Regions from separate parts of the Mus musculus genome. Here regions 1 and 3 are each linked to region 2. Evidence: chromatin contacts called from public ChIA-PET and HiChIP or PLAC-seq data. All regions are on one chromosome and are shown on one strand. The core of a region is the stretch at or near the end of the contact, and the rest is flanking DNA. Distances in the headings are between cores, read along the strand shown.

The links. ChIA-PET counts read pairs in DNA pulled down with a chosen protein or histone mark. HiChIP or PLAC-seq counts read pairs in DNA pulled down with a chosen protein or histone mark.
Region 1: a contact with region 2 is called in an RNA polymerase II ChIA-PET map of memory CD8 T cells, with 82 read pairs. The contact joins the enhancer-like site here to the promoter of Szrd1 in region 2. A contact is called at or near these places in 4 of 484 Hi-C or Micro-C datasets (CD8 T cells, the MNK3 cell line, natural killer cells and 1 more), 4 of 115 datasets of contacts at active chromatin or transcription factors (effector CD8 T cells, embryonic stem cells, memory CD8 T cells and 1 more) and 2 of 9 other capture datasets (liver and pancreatic islet).
Region 3: a contact with region 2 is called in a FOXA1 HiChIP or PLAC-seq map of pancreatic cancer cells. The contact joins the promoter of Padi2 here to the promoter of Szrd1 in region 2. A contact is called at or near these places in 1 of 484 Hi-C or Micro-C datasets (memory CD8 T cells) and 1 of 115 datasets of contacts at active chromatin or transcription factors (pancreatic cancer cells).

Annotation. Positions count from the first base shown.
Region 1 is chr4:140,943,878-140,946,821 of GRCm38.p6, forward strand. Padi2 (peptidyl arginine deiminase, type II) reads left to right here. Exons shown (of 16, transcript NM_008812.2): 13 at 565-658; 14 at 2,801-2,886. Among named protein-coding and RNA genes, the nearest start is that of Gm13031, 13 kb to the right of the region's middle. Within about 2 kb of position 1,459, at least 144 of the 459 cell types and tissues checked have an H3K27ac peak or open chromatin away from gene starts, as enhancers often do. A contact at or near this core is called in CD8 T cells, the MNK3 cell line, effector CD8 T cells and 3 more, where this site is marked.
Region 2 is chr4:141,138,510-141,141,455 of GRCm38.p6, forward strand. It overlaps Szrd1 (SUZ RNA binding domain containing 1), which reads right to left and starts at 1,287. Exons shown (of 4, transcript NM_001025608.2): 1 at 1,183-1,287. The coding sequence starts at 1,233.
Region 3 is chr4:140,904,943-140,908,220 of GRCm38.p6, forward strand. Padi2 (peptidyl arginine deiminase, type II) reads left to right here and starts at 1,418. Exons shown (of 16, transcript NM_008812.2): 1 at 1,418-1,607. The coding sequence starts at 1,492.

The DNA.
Region 1 (2,944 bases), core at 209-2,708, 190 kb before region 2:
TTTTTTAATTGATTTATTTCATATATATGATGAGTACACTGTAGCTGTCTTCAGACACACCAGAAAAGGGCATCAGATTCTATTACAGGTGAGATACCAGGTGGTTGCTGGGGATTGAACTCAGGACCTCTGGAAGAGCAGTCTAGGCTGGCTCTTAACCTCTGAGCAGTCACACCCAGATAATGGCTGATCAGTTACAACAGTCCAGGAAAAGGCTGAAGGCTCTGGGGCAGAATGTCCTTTTTGGAATGAAAGGACTGGGCGCCTCTGTGTATCTCAGAAACTCTGCAAACTGCCCATCCTTTTGGAGAACCCCTTCCCTGCCACCATCCCAGGCCACTTTGGGGCCTGTACTTGGATCTGATGATGTTGCCCAGGATACAAGAAGAGACACAGTCAGCCAGTCCTAAGACAGACAGACTTCCTAGGAAGCCAGTGACTCTCAGCATGAAAGGCACCAAGTACTGGGCAGCCAGGACTCAGGTCCTTCTGGCATTCTGGCTACCTCCCCGTCCCCCAGTGCCTCCCCTGACAATGTGCCACCCACGGTGGCATCTCTTGCAGGAATTTCGGCTGCTCATGGCCAGCACCTCCGCCTGCTACCAGCTCTTCCGAGAAAAGCAGAAGGCAGGCCACGGGGAGGCCGTTATGTTCAAGGGTGAGTGAGCAGAAGCCCTTGACAGGAAGCCCCACAGAGCTCAAGAGGGCCTTGTCCCAGAGCACCCAGCTGCACCACCAAACCCAAACCAAAGGTCACGCCTGCCTGGCGATGCAGAGTTGATGGAGCGCTTGCCTAGCATGCACCAAATGCTGGGTTCGATCCCCAGCACTGCAGAACCCAAGTGTGGTGGTGCCTGCCTGCGGTCCTAGCACTCACAGACAAAGGCAGAAGGGTCCTAACTCCAGGGTCATGTAACCCTGTCTCAAAATAGAGAAGGGCAAAGTGTATCTTCAGAACTGATATCTGAAAGAGCACCAGACCTAGAGAGGGACGGAAGGACCCAAATGACTGCCACATGATCTGAGCCCAGAAGCTTGGGTTTTCAAGACAGCGGGATGGAAGCCAGGACCTTCTGAGATGGTCATGCACTCTTCTGCTAAGCCACATCCCTTCTGCCATACCCCATCCACCCCCAGAACAGTAAAGGGGGGAGAGAAACAGTGTCGATGCTGGAGGCCCAGGAAGGGAAGTGGTTTCAGCTGACATCACGCCTGCCCTGCCGGGTCTGGAGTGAGGCTTTGTCTCCCTCCTAAGTGGAGCGACATAGCATCTGCTGGGTCTGGAATGAGGCTCTGTCTCCTCCAGTGAGGCTCTGTCTCCCTCCTAAGTGGGGCAGACCCAGGGATGAGCTCTGTACCTGAATTAATCATGAGAAAGAGACTCTGCTGAGGGAAACCCTGCCAGGCGGCATGGTGAGAAATGCCACAGCACATCTGCACTCTTGCTGTGGTAAAATAGACACAATGTATCAGTCACTGTGTCTTACCACTTCCTGCCACATGGTAGCTTAGTATCCTGACACTCATAGTCACTGGGTAATGCTTATGCTATTGTCCTGTGTCCAAGGAGTGGGACTGGAATGCTGCCCGTGTCCAGGACAGATCCACGTAAGACTGCCATCCTAGCCGGGCAGTGGTGGTGCACACCTTTAACCACAGCACTCGGGAGGCAGAGGCAGGTGGATCTCTGAGTTCAAGGCCAGCCTGGTCTACACAGTGAGTTCCAGGACAGCCAAGGCTGTGATAAAACTAAAATAACAAACATAGATAGATGGATGGATGGATGGATGGATGGATGGATAGATGGATGGACAGACAGATAGATAGATAACACTGCTATCCTGTTCTAGCCTCCTGGTGGCAAGTTTTTTTTTCTGCGTTGGCAGGTGTAAGGCTTGGCTTTCTAGAAGTTTCCTTTCTATCTTAAGCTTGCCTCAAATGCTGCCTCCACACACCATGGTTAGAAATATTAATGCCATAGAGTCACGGAGAGGACTGTGGCGTGGTGGCAGCACAGGGGCAGGGTCCCACAGCCCTGGTCTCTTTGGTGTTGTGACGCTACAAGTCTGGGCCATGCAGAGAGCTGACAGGCTATATATAAATAAAATATAACACTTTTAGCACTCGGGAGGTGGAGGCTGAAGGTTGTAGGTTCAAAGCCAACCCATAAGAAAAAAAAAACTAAAAGGAAAAAATAATGTTAATCAAATATACAAGGCTCACAGCCTTGTGGTCCGGCTGCCTGTGTGGCCACTTGCTGTGTAGGGAAACGCAGCTTCCTCACCTTTAACAGTAGCAGCTACCTCACAGGAACATGGGGAAGACTGTCTGGGGAGCACGGCTAGCATTTAAAAGATTACTTATCTAGTGTATACAAGGTCCTGGCTTCCGACCAAAGAACAGACTGCAGGCACTTGGATGTCACTAATCTGACCTAAAGCCTCCAGGCTATGGAGCTAGAGTCAGAGGCAGGCTCTCTCCAGGGCCAGCACTGAGTAACAGGAGGGGTGTTTGAACCCTGGTCAGCTGCTAACATTCAAAGGGGGCACCCAGGTGACTTCTCCTCCTGCCAGAGAGCACAAGGTGCCTGCACCCCCATTCCTGGCTTAGGAGACATGGTTGGTCTGGAGAGGGGGACACACATGCCTCCCTGGGTAGAAGGAGATCACCCCTCTTCCCCATCCATTCCCCCCACCTCACTCCCACCCCATTCCCCACCCCCCTCCACTGCCAGCAAATAGCTCAGATGGGACACCCAGGCAGGCACCTGAGATTTACTGTCACCCTCTGACCCCCACAGGCCTGGGAGGCATGAGCAGCAAGCGCATCACCATCAACAAGATCCTGTCCAATGAGAGCCTCACGCAGGAGAACCAGTACTTCCAGGTACAGCGGTGGGAGGGCAGGAAGGGATGGCAGACTGTGTGAGGTCTTGGCAGAGGCT
Region 2 (2,946 bases), core at 37-2,536:
CCAAGCAGGCCTTCCAAGGCTCGTTAATGCTAAGTCGAAAAGCATCACCAATCTTTCGAGAAATGCTGAACTAGCGGAAAAAACTTCGAGGCCAAGTTTCAACATTCCTGTGAAGATACACCACTGCTGTGCTGGTTAGAAGCGCTAGGGGAAGACAGACCCAACTCCTCCTCTATCCTAGTATATGTGACTCCCCACACATAAACTTTTGAGGTGAATGTCACCGGAGCGGAGCCCAGCCCAGCCCAGCCCAGCCCGGCCCGGCCCGGCCCGGCCCAGCCCGGCCCAGCCCAGGCGCGGACACATGGTCACCAAAGAGACATTTCCGTCTCCACGAGGGTTAGCTTCGAACCTCAAACTCTGAAATTACCACGAGAATCACGAATCTAATAGAGGAGTTCCTACTTGGGATAATTTTTCCTTTTCCTGTAACTTTTGGGGGCAAGCAAAAACTCTCACTCGCATCATACCGATCGGTAATCTCCCCTTCTCGCAGGCATGAGGCTATCTTACAAATCACACCCTTCTTCCTTTCCCTTCCCTCCACTCAGAAGAACGTAGTCCGAGATCCTTCCCACTGCGCAGATCTTAGGGTGGGTCCCGGGGAAGAGCAGATGCTTTGCAGAGTTTAGGGGAGCTCTGCTGAGATCCCCGGAAAACTCGGACTAAAACTGAAAGAGGAAAAGGGAAAGGAAGAGAAAAAACCAGGCTCGCTCACCGCGGCGGAAGGCGCACAGCGGCGGGGGATTTCGGCCCAGAGCCCAGTGGTCCCAGAGGACACATGGTCGCTTGCTCCCCGCTGTCTCGGGGCCTCCTCCCGCTCTTCCTCCGAGCCAGGCACTCCACCCGAGCCCCTCCCTCACCAGACGGAGCTCAAGAACTTTAAAATGGTCCCTAGGGCGCGGGGGACCAGAGAGAGTTGCCCCGGGGTAGAAGGTGGGGCGCCCAGAGCGAAGCGCACACCGCTGGGCGGAGAGGCACCCGGCAAAGGTGGAGAGAGAAATGGAACGCGGCCCCTTTAAGAGGCCTTCACGGCGATCCGGGACCGGGGGCCTCTCTTCCACCTCCGGCCCGGCGTGGGAGACCCTTCCTTGGGGAAAACTCTCCCCAGACCCACTCCCCGGAGGCTTCCCTCACGCCAGGTCCGCCCAGCCCTACCGCGGGGCGGCAGCTCCTCCTTACCCCGCTGTCTGCCGCCTCCTCCCAGCTCTCAGCGACCTCCTCATCTTCCATCTTACTCGCCGCTTTCCCTCCTCCCCCAACCCCTCCCCGCGCCTGCGCCTTGAAGCGCGCCTGAGTCGCGGGCGGAGGCACGCAGGGCTTTCCTCAATGGACCACGCCCCCTCCCCCAGCCCGGAAGAGGCGCCCGGCCAGGTCCTCCACTCGCCTGGTCTGCCATCTTGGAAGAGGGCAGGGAAGTCAGATCGGCCTCCATCTTTCATGAGGTCAATACGCTCGCTGGTTTACTGAATGAGAGAGTTCAAGTGACGTTACCTGCTCCAGTTCGGGAACTGTGTGCTTTGGAACCATCGTTTCTTAAGGGCAGGCAATGATTGAAAATTAATTTTTTTTTCAAAAATTGAATCTCAAAAGAAAAAAAGTGAGTCTAAGTTTTTCTAAGCTACAGGTCACATGTTTGTTTTACAGCATTTTTTTTTTTTTTTAAGGTGTGCGCCACCACACCCGGTAACCAGTCATACTTTTTTTTTTTTCTAAGATTTATTTATTTATATGTAAGTACACTGTAGCTGTCTTCAGACACTCCAGAAGAGGGAATCAGATCTCGTTAGGATGGTTGTGAGCCACCATGTGGTTGCTGGGATTTGAACTCCAGGCCTTTGGAAGAGCAGTCTGGAAGAGCAGTCGGGTGCTCTTACCCACTGAGCCATCTCACCAGCCCTGTTTTACAACATTCTTGAGACATTTCTATACTTAAAGAAAGGATTAAAAAGCATCTTTGGCCGGACGTGGTGGCGCACGCCTTTAATCCCAGCACTCAGGAGGCAGAGGCAGGCGGATTTCTGAGTTGGAGGCCAGCCCGGTCTACAAAGTGAGTTCCAGGACAGCCAGGGCTACACAGAGAAACCCTGTCTCGAGAGGAAAAAAGAAAAAAGCATCTCTGGGCTGGAGATATGGCTCAGCAGTTAAGCGCACAGCCTGCTCTTACAGAGGTCCTGAGTTCAAATCCCAGCAACCACATGGCTCCCAACCATCTGTAATGAGATCTGGAGTGTCTGAAGACAGCTACAGTATCAGTATACTTACAGATAAATAAATTAAAACATCTTTAAAAAAAAGAAAGAAAAGAATTAAGGCAGCAGGAAGAAAAGACTCAGACAGCTGAAGATGGTGAGAAGCATGGCATTAGGAAGCAGGCACTGCCTGAGCAGTGCTGGCCCTCGCCTTTAATCCAGCACTCAGGAGGCAGAGGCAGGGGAATCTCTGTGAGTTTACAGAATGAGTTCTAGGACAGCCCCTGTCTCAAAAATTAAACCAAAAGGAAACAAGACAACAACCACCACCCTCCTCCCACACACACCTTATTATACTGAAGAGTCACAACCGGTATCTGACTTCCCTTAAAAATTCTAAGGGGGTCGCCGGGACGCGTTTAATCCCAGCACTTGGGAGGCAGAGGCAGGTGGATTTCTGAGTCGCCTGGTCTACAGAGTGAGTTCCAGGGCAGCCAGGGCTACACAAAGAAACCCTGTCTAATGGGTATGACTGCTGAAGGGTGGGGGGCAGCTGGTGGGGGTGGCTTGCCTGTCTGTCTCACCTCTAATCCTTTCCCCAAACACAGACAACATTTCTGGGACATGTCCCTTATAGTTAGCTCTATCAAAAACATGCTGTTGAGTAAGGCAGCAATGTGGGTGCTATAATCAAGTTAACTGACTTGGAATGTGGTTTTCCCTCATATTTTTAGGGTCCCATTAATCTTAATAA
Region 3 (3,278 bases), core at 168-2,667, 230 kb before region 2:
GAAGGAGTGAGTGACATACAGGACCGTTCTGCCCGTGTTGGAGGTGGGAACTCTTGCTTGCCTGCAGAGGGGTCCTCAGACCCGAGCCCACCTTAGCAGGGCAGGGGTTCCCAGTCTGGTGCCTCTTGGATTCTTTCCCACAAGCTGCCTCCTGATTGGAGAACGCTCTCCCAGGGACCAATCAGAAGTTAGCAGCTTCTCCCAGGATCTGAACCCCAAGCCTTTCAGGAGACAGTGACCCCTCTGGCTGAGATTCTGGCTCTCTGCTTCTCCACCCACATTCCTCCTAGATCCCTGATACCCAGGAACAGCTGGGGTCTTTACCATCTCCTAATTTGGGCATCTGGAGGAGAAGGATGGAGTCGAGGGCCGCTGGGCGTGCCTGGGCATACCTATGAGCAATGCGTTTAATTCAGTGTGCCCTTTGCTGGGGCTCCCTTCAGTCCCCCTCCCTCTCCAACATTCACCCCTCCACCCGCCCTTCAGTCTCCATTCCCTTAACGAAAAAGCCACTTCCTCAAATTGCATAGCCCCAGGGTTGAGTTCAGAAAGAAAGGGCCTGAGGGTGGGGTTCAGAGTGCTTCAGACCCCACCCTGCCACTAGATGTCACGGTGCACCTTGGCCTTCAGGACCATACATTGACCTCTACCTTGGCACGTCTTTTGGTGTCGCAGGCTGGAGCCCTAATCCTCTGCCCCGTCAGCCCATTGTCCTTCAACCAGGCACATCCTCCCAGCCACCGGGAGCCACCCAAATCTCCATCCATAAACACCACACAGATCAGTCCTCTCCTCGCCAGTCCTCTCACGCCCCATCCGGGGTCTTCACTACTGGCTCCAGCTCAGTATGCTCAACGCTGTCTGGGGCAGCCAGAATGCACTCCCAGATAGCCCCATTCCAGGCTCATGCTGTCGCTCTCATGCCTGGGCTTAGCATTCTGGTCCCTGCCAGGGCCACAGTTCCCCCCACTCCACCCCACTCCCTATTTCTCATGGCAATGTGGATCTAATATGGGGGGTGTCCAGCTTCCAGAAGGTGTTCAGGAGGCTCCTCTCCACCCCCTGGTGTTGCCAAGATCTTTAAGAAGCCTCAGGGTTTCCTCTGAGAAGCATTCTCCGGCCCCAGACTGGCTTTGGTTGCCACCTATTCACTCCTGCCCTGTCCCTTCGGCTACTCCTGCTCGCACTTTCTGCCCCTCGGAGCTGGAGGTGAGGGGGAGCGTCCAGAAAGGGGAATTTACTGAATAAAAGAATGAACAAGCCAAACACGGAAAACAGGAATTGACAACTTGCGGGCAGAGGGGCTTGGAGGGCGGGGCCAGGCTTGACGGACGGGTTTGCAGATCCAATCCAAGAGGAGTCCGGCGGGAAGCCCCGCCCACGCCCCGCCCCCGGCTGCTGCTTAAGGCCGCCGGCTGCTCGGCAGCGAGCGCAGGCGCAGCAGCGGAGGGCTTACCTGCAGCAGGTGCTTATTCCTGGGAGCAGCACGGAATGCAGCCGCCTATACGGGAAAATATGCTGCGGGAACGGACCGTGCGGCTGCAGTATGGGAGCCGCGTGGAGGCGGTGTACGTGCTGGGCACGCAGCTCTGGACCGATGTCTACAGGTGAGCCGAGAGAGAGTTACCCTCTCACCTACCCTTCACAAATCTTGAGACCCTGGACCTGGCTCCAGTATCCAGGTTGCCCCTCAATTCGAGATCCTCAGAAATCCAGAGAGAGTCCAGGCCAGGATCCACTTCCATGCAATCCTGAGGCCCCTCTAAGACACACAGTTACAGCCCCTGTCACAGCCTCCTCTCTGAGACTACTCCCTAAATCTAGCCTTCTCATGACTGGTCTTTCCAGCCCCTCTCCTGGGTGACTTTAACACACATGGGCTCTCTGTAACACGCCCCTTTCACTCCCCCATTCCTTCTTGGCTGACCTTTCACCCCAGCCCAGCCTCCTCCACCAGTGGACTGCCTACCCCTGCAAGCAGAAACAGCCTGGGATGTGCTGGGGACTGACTTGTCCAAAGGGGAACTGCCCACGTGGAATCTGGCCTGGTACTTATCCGATTTCACCCTCCGGGGGGTTGCTGGTGGTTGCCTGTCCCGGGGCACTGGCTGTGAGCTGTGTCCCCAAATACCTTTCCTGACTTCACCCTGAGATCAGAGAGGGGTCACTTTCCACCCGCTATGGCCCTGGGAGCCAGGGCCCGTTTCTTCCCCATTTTCTCTGCCCACACGCTCGCTCGATGGGGGTCAGGGTACCTGAGACAGAAGGCTGAAGGAATCTCGCAGAGTGTGTCCCACAAACCCAGAGAAACTGATAGGGTATAGTGTGGGACCTAGGAAAGGTGCTATGGGGAAGGAGTAGTCTGAGCAGCCTGAGAGGCCACACTGAAGCCACCATCTGCTCCGAGCACTCTCAGTGTTCTGCCTTGCGAGGGAGGAAGGGCTTCATGCTGGAGGGAGGGGCATGCCAGATTCTGTGCCTGTACATCCTCTATGGGCCGTGTTCCCAGACCATTCTGACACTAAAGCGCCTGACTCTCCCGAGCCTCCCAAAGCCCACCTAAGCACCCCCTCATGCTCTTCTGCCCGCTCTCCAGCTCCTTCCCACTGCTCGGCCACTTCACAGGAGGCCCCGGTTCCCGCTGGTCTCAGCAAGCCTAAGACGGGGCCCCTCTCTGCTCCTTTAGCCCTTAAGCCTCAGCCCCAGCCTCCACTTCACCTGGGCCTGGACTTCAGTGGGCCTTCATATAGACCCCAAAGCAGGATTATAACACAGGGGTGGGGTGTGGTCTAGGCGCCAGTGGCCTGGGAGGGTGCCCATCTCTCCCCACTCCCTGCTCTGAACTGGGCATTGCCAAGGGGTAAGCCAGGATCCTGGGCCCTAAGCCACAGTTGTCACCATGCCTGTCAGCTTGCCTGCCGGGGCACTGTGGGGACTCTCTGAAAGACTGGCATGCTGCCTCTGCTGGGGGCTAAGGAAGAAAGGGGGTCTGTGCCTAAGTCCTTGTCCTTGCTCCACCTAAGCAGAGAGAGGCCCAGCACAGTGGAGGGCAAGGGGACAGGTGTCCACTAGCCTCAGCCAGGACTCAGTTCACAGAGAGTTCCCCAACACCAAGAGTCAGCACAACCTAGACCATAACCTGCCCAGAGGAAGCTGTACGCAGGCCACCGTTGTCATTGCAAATGTTGTAATAGTCTACCTTTAAAAAAATAAGTTAACCAGACGTGGTGGTACACACCTGCAATCCCTACACACCAGAAGCTGTGGTCCGAGGACCA